2 separate regions of the Mus musculus genome follow, and region 1 is linked to region 2. A link is a contact called in public Hi-C data. All regions are on one chromosome and are shown on one strand. The core of a region is the stretch at or near the end of the contact, and the rest is flanking DNA. Distances in the headings are between cores, read along the strand shown. Region 1 holds the start of 1700017J07Rik (RIKEN cDNA 1700017J07 gene). Region 2 overlaps Zfp64 (zinc finger protein 64).

What was found. Hi-C and Micro-C count contacts between places; a contact is called where the count stands out from the background.
Region 1: a Hi-C map of embryonic stem cells shows a contact between it and region 2, with 2.3 times the contacts expected there. The contact joins the promoter of 1700017J07Rik here to the enhancer-like site in region 2. A contact is called at or near these places in 6 of 39 promoter capture datasets (the C10 cell line, cranial neural crest, embryonic stem cells and 3 more), 1 of 15 datasets of contacts at CTCF or cohesin (embryonic stem cells), 18 of 484 Hi-C or Micro-C datasets (embryonic stem cells, induced pluripotent stem cells and undifferentiated spermatogonia) and 9 of 115 datasets of contacts at active chromatin or transcription factors (all in embryonic stem cells).

What each region holds. Positions count from the first base shown.
Region 1 is chr2:168,976,474-168,979,595 of GRCm38.p6, reverse strand. 1700017J07Rik (RIKEN cDNA 1700017J07 gene) reads right to left here and starts at 1,327. Exons shown (of 2, transcript NR_040326.1): 1 at 1,036-1,327; 2 at 690-869.
Region 2 is chr2:168,933,460-168,936,662 of GRCm38.p6, reverse strand. Zfp64 (zinc finger protein 64) reads left to right here. Exons shown (of 6, transcript NM_009564.2): 5 at 1,201-1,452. Among named protein-coding and RNA genes, the nearest start is that of Zfp64, 21 kb to the left of the region's middle. Within about 2 kb of position 1,347, at least 13 of the 459 cell types and tissues checked have an H3K27ac peak or open chromatin away from gene starts, as enhancers often do. A contact at or near this core is called in embryonic stem cells, where this site is marked.

The DNA of each region.
Region 1 (3,122 bases), core at 78-2,577, 43 kb before region 2:
CCCTCTTCTGGCCTCTGAAGGCATTAGTGTAGTGGACAGCCCCTTGCAGGCAAAATTCCCATACACATAAAAAGAAGTAAATTCATTTAAATGTTTGTGCCGGGATGCTTTAGGAAACCTCTCAAACCTTTTTTCCTTTTGAGACTCATGTAGCCCAGGCTACCCTCTAGCTCTCTGTGTAGCTGGAGATGACTTTGAACTCCTGATCCCCCTATCTCTACACCTCAGGTACTTGGATTAGAGGCCTGTGACATCACACCAGGCTTATGTGATACTGGAAAACTGAACTCAGGGACTCTACTAACTGAGCTACATCTGCAACTCTTGCTTCGAACCTGCACTTTTCCTACTTTGTTTATGGTGTGCATCAGTATTTTTAAACTACTCACCCGAACCAAAGAAATGGCTCAGCTGGTAAACATGCCTGCTGCTCAAACCTGGTGACCTGGTTCAAATCCCGGATTCCACAGTGGACGAAAAGAACTGATTCCCGAAACTTGTCACCACCTGCCTTCCACATCCCTGTTTTCACACACATGGGATTGCATGCACACATAACAGTAGTAGTTAACAATAATAAAATTACCCCCGTTCTATAGTGAGACACTGACTTTATAAGTAACCAAGATTTCTTACACATAGATATGAGCATATCAAATTATAATAGTAACAAGCTATAGAGAACCATCTGGAGGGAACGGCTAATATGTTTTATTCGGGTTGTAGCACCAAGAAATGGGGTGTTTGGCTTGCACTCATTCTGGCAGATTCACCATTATTCTGACACAGACCTTTATATCCTTGGCTCTGAACTGGAAGCGCATCGAGCATCCGACGAGGGCAGTAGGATCTCATGGTAACTAAAGCATCTGTAGATGAATTTGAGCATTGTTTGCTGAGTAGCATGGTAAATTCGTGGAATGTACAACACACACCATGTGCATACATCATACATGTATATTTAAAACTTAGAAAATAGATAAGGAAAAGCAGCAGATAACTTAGCCACAGTTGCAGCCCCCAGAACCTACGAACCTGAATTGCTTACTGAGGTGTGAGGTCTCCCGAGGACGTGAGGTCTATGGCTAACTGTACCATGGGGTTGAAATCAGAACTTGTAGTGAATGCGTGGCTTTTAGAAGTCACTCACAGGCCGGCTACCAAACTGCTGACAGTGCCTGAGTGTTCAGCCCTGAATGTGACCTCAGCTCCACCAGGCTTCCCTCTCCAAGGTTTAGACAGCACAGCAGCAAAGCAATGGAAAGAACGTCCTTGGAGCCGGAGGTAGAGTAAGACTGCTAAATGCTGCCTCAGGACTGCATGTGCCCTAGGGAACTCAGTTACCATGGTTTCTGTCACAAGACCTAAATAGCATTCCAGAACCGGAAGGAAGGGGCTCACGGGGCTCCGCCTCCCGCTGAGGGGTTGGCGTTGGTGGGCGCTAAGAAAGCTTGAGATGGATTTCTTCAGGGTGTGGCCAGTGCCAGGGTGAGCATGCCTAGTGAATGGCCCCATACCCAATCATGCGCTTACAGCCAGCACTGACTAGACTCAGTTGTTGGGAACAAAATAAAGAATGGGGCCCTGGGGAAGAAGGGAAGGAAAAATATGCCCAATGCCCCGGCAGAGTTTCCCTATTCTCTGGTCAGTCAGGTGTGAGAGGGCTGCTACCTACCCTATCCACTCATCCCTGGGTGGGCATTCCTCTATCTCACTCTTGAAGGGGTGGCCAAGGGGCAGCCCTGCCTGGGGACACCCCCCCCCCCAGCTAATTTGCTAAAGCCACCAGGGTTGTGGAAGAGAGGGAATGGGGGAAGAAGTTCCCAACACTGACCAGAGGGCGCAGAGGAACTTGAAGGGCAGAGACACTCCATGGTTTAAGAGCTTAATTATAGAAATGCAGGGGAAAGAGAGAAGGGGAGAGACAGAGACAGAGAGAGAGAGAGGCTCAGAGAGAAAGAGAAAGGAGAGAAGAGAGGACAAAGAGAAGGGAAGAGGAGAGAGAAGTGAGAGGTAGAGGACAAAGGAGTAAGAGAGCGAGGTGGGGGCTGAGCACCCCTTTTTATGGTCTTCACTGTTGCTAGGTAACTGGGGAGGAGTTTAGCCTGAAGGTCAGAAGCTTGGGACATTGCTTACATGACTACTGACCATGCTTCTCTTGTGGGGGCTGTGGGAGGTGGTACCTTAGGCAGTGCCTGGAGTTCCAAGAACATGAGGGAACGCCTACCGTGTCATGTAGGTAAATTATGACCATCGGGTTCAAACCTCAGCTCGACTGGAGACCAGCCTGCAATTCCCCACACTGAGTCACAAAGGAGGAGGGCAAGAAAGGGAGGGAGGGAGGGAGGGAGGGAGGGAGGGAGGGAGGGAGGGAGGGAAGGAGGGAGGGAAGGAAGTTAGAGGGGGTGGGATGAATATGATTAAAATATACTATATACATATATGAAAAGTTCAAAAAATGAATAAAGATGGGTTTTTTTATGTTCAGCCTTGGGGCTTTAGAAGTGGCTCAGCAGTTAAGAGCACTTGTCACTCTTTCAGAGGACCCAGGTTCAGTTCCCAGCATCCACGGGGAGTTCAGAACTTCCTGTAACTCCAGTTCTAAGGGATGGATGTTCTCTTCTGGTCTCCCAGAGTACTGCGTGCACATGGTATGCACATGCATGCACATAAGCAAATCATACACATAAATAAATCTAAAACTAAATAAATAGCCTTGGAGCTGCAGAGATCACTTGGTAAATGCTCGCCACGGAAGGACAAGGTCTGAGCCTGAGCCTCAAGACCTATGTATGTAAAGAACAAAGTGCAGTGACCAGGGCTAATAATGTCATCACTGGGGAGGTGGGGACAGGAGGATCTCCAAGGCTTGCTGGCTGACCAGCTTAATGGATCAGTGAACGCTGTCTAGGAAGAAACTCTGTCTCAAAAACCAAGATGGGACACTATCAAAAGAACCCCTGAGGTTGACCTCTGGCCAGTACACACACACACACACACACACACACACATGCAAACACACACACACACACATGCAAACACACACACACGCACACACACACACACACACACACACGCAAACACACACACACACACACGCAGAGACACACATACACCTATGT
Region 2 (3,203 bases), core at 98-2,597:
GGGACTGTAACCCAGTTATAGAACACTTGGCTAGCAATCCCAAGACCCTAGCTCATTCCCTAACAACACACACACCTACTGCACTGGGCTGGTGAGATGGCTTAGTGGGGCTTCCTGACAAGTCTGAAGACATGAGTTCGATTACAAGATCCACACTGGTAAGGGGAAAAGAACCAAGTTCTGCGAGTTGCCCTCTGACCTCCACACATGCCCTGGTCACACACACACACACACACACACACACACTAAATAGGGACGATACAGATCATAGCCATTGCTCAAGCAAGGGTCAATGTGTTAGATTAAGCTGCTGTAACAGAGAAACCTAAACAGCACCTAGACAAGATGGCTGTTTGTCTGTCCTTCACATAACTGCACGGAGCGATCAGGCAGTTGAGGAAGGCAGGCCACTGTGGCTCAGATCTGGGAAAAGCGAATGGATATAAAAGATGGCTGTTTCCCATTGCATTAACGTCCTTCAGTGTGTGTGTTTGTGTATGGCAAAAAAAAAATAGTACTTTAGGATGGGAAAGAATTAAATATCAAAATATGCAGTTAAAAACTGTCAGGTATGGTGGATGCACACATTTAATCCCAGCACTTGGGAAGGCAAGTCTCTGTGAGTTCAGGCCAGCCTGGTCTACATGGTGAGATCCTGTCTGAAAATGGGAAAAAGGGGGGGCGGGGAATAATATGATAACCAAAGTTAGGAAGATGATAAACGTTGAGCTAGGTGGACAGAACATTTATACCAGACCCTGTAAGGCTTAGGGAACATCGAGTATCGGGGGCAGAAATACCATCCACGCCAGAAGAGGAGCAGAAAGCTGCTTTGTTTTAAAGCCTGGGTAGCGAGGCACGCCTGTAATACCAGAACTCTGGACTCGAAGGCAGGGAAACTAAAGCCAGCCTGGATTACATAACAAGTTTGAGACGTCTGGAAACAACAAAATATTTTTGCTTATTTATTTAGTTGCTGTGTGCTTTTAATTAATAAGGAATTCATACTCATCTTAGGGGGGGAAGCTTGAAAATTCTAATAAGCAATGCAGCGTAGCCACCACCCTTGCCCCGTGCCTGTGAGGTCTCTAAGCAACCTCACAGCCTGCGGGTTAGTCCCCTTCTAAGGTTGGGAAGCAAATATTAACCTTTCGGTCTTGCTTCCCCGCCGCTGCCCGCGGCTCGCGCGTGCACCGGAAGGTGACAAACCCCACAAGTGTGAGGTGTGCGGGAAGTGCTTCAGCCGGAAGGACAAGCTGAAGACGCACATGCGCTGCCACACGGGCGTCAAGCCCTACAAGTGCAAGACGTGCGACTACGCGGCGGCGGACAGCAGCAGCCTTAACAAGCACCTGCGCATCCACTCGGACGAGCGACCCTTCAAGTGCCAGATCTGTCCCTACGCCAGTCGCAACTCCAGCCAGCTCACCGTGCACCTGCGCTCGCACACGGGTAAGCAGCGGTGCGCTTCCAGCGGGCTCCTGCCTGCCAGGGGGCAGAGGGGGAAGGAGCTGGGGCTGGGGCTGGGGCCTGGTGGGCAGAGCACTTACCCAGCATGCACCGGGCCGCATCCTCAGCACCTTTAAAGGCACACCGCCTGTAACCGTAACACTGGAGAAGTGGAGGCAAGAGGATCGGGGGTTTTAGGCCGATCTGCACTATATGAATACCTGGTCTCCTTTTGGAAAATATGATTTTTATAATTATTATTTTTAATTCACAGCCTGGAGGTGTGACTGCCTTGGCAGTACAAAGCCCTGGGTGCCATCCCTAGTTACCACATAAACCAGGCGTGGCCAACCTGGGCTGTAAGAAAACCCTGTCTCTATAAACTACATTTTTAAAAATCACTGTTACTGTTGTTACCATTTTTAATTCAGGGGCTGGGGATGTGACTCCGTTGGTGGAACACTTGTGTGAAGCCCCGAGTTCAGTCCCCAACACCACATAAGCCAGGCATGGTGGAAGGAGCCTCCCTACTCAAAAGGCGAGGGCAGGAAGATCAGGAGTTCAAGGCTTTCCCTTGGCTGCATACAGAGCACAAGGTCAGCCCAGGCTCCGTGAGACCCTGTCTCAAAGAAACAATTTAAAAGGAGCTACGGTGGTCGCCCATCCTCTTCCCTACCACACCGTCCCAGTAACGGCGGAGCCGTTGTCGAGTTGATAGTTTTCTGTGTGTTTTTATGTAATTGTATAGTGTGGGGTTGAGGGACTATATATAGTCTGTGGAATAGATGCAAACAATGTGCTGTTAATTCATAGTCGTCTGCCTTGCAGTCCGTCAGTTCAGGCATTTTTAGATGATGCGCTCAGGGGTTAAGAGCACTGACTGCTCTTCTGAAGGTCCTGAGTTCAAATCCCAGCAACCACATGGTGGCTCACAACCATCCATAATGAAATCTGATGCCCTCTTCTGGGTGTCTGAAGACAGCTAAAATGTACTTAGATATAATAATAAAGAAGTCTTTAAAAAAAAAAAAAAGAATAGTTAGTGCACCTGGATCGCAAAGCATACAACGAGGGCTGAGGACGGACGTCACTCCGTGGTGACACTTGCCTGCCTGTGAGAGACCCCGGGCTGTGTAGACTCAGCTCTGCAAAACACAAACACACACACACAGCAAAGCCAGTAGAGCCAGAGGCTCTGATTACATAGTAGTGCTTCTTTTGGCTTATGTATCAGTAAGGTAAGCTAATGAGACAGCGGGCCCTCCTCACAACCATGTCTGGATGGTGGGTCGCAGCAGATATCACTTACCTGCCTCAGGGTAGCAGGAGTTGCTATTGATGTTGACTCAGATTAGCCACACAGGTAAGAAGGCTGGCACGTCTGCCTGTCTCTGCTGGGGGCAGCTGGATTGTGGGCTGGGCAGGTGTGTGCTGGTCTCAGCTGGGGTGACCAGGCAGTGGCTGGCCCAGGCTTGGCTTCATCATCATCACCATCACTATCACCATCATCACCACCACAGAGGAACAAGCAAGCAAGCCCAGTGGGGAAGCCCAATGAATCTTGTGGTTGTATGTGTTCACAAGCAATACAGTGGGCCTAAAGCAGGACACAGGGGTCAGGGACGGGATTGAGCTTAGCCATGGGCCAGGCCACCATCAGATTACATGCCAAAGGCCAGGCCTCCATCAGATTACATGGCAAAGGCCAGGCGCATGAGAGGGGTTTGGAGCCATTCATGCGAACAGTCACGGTC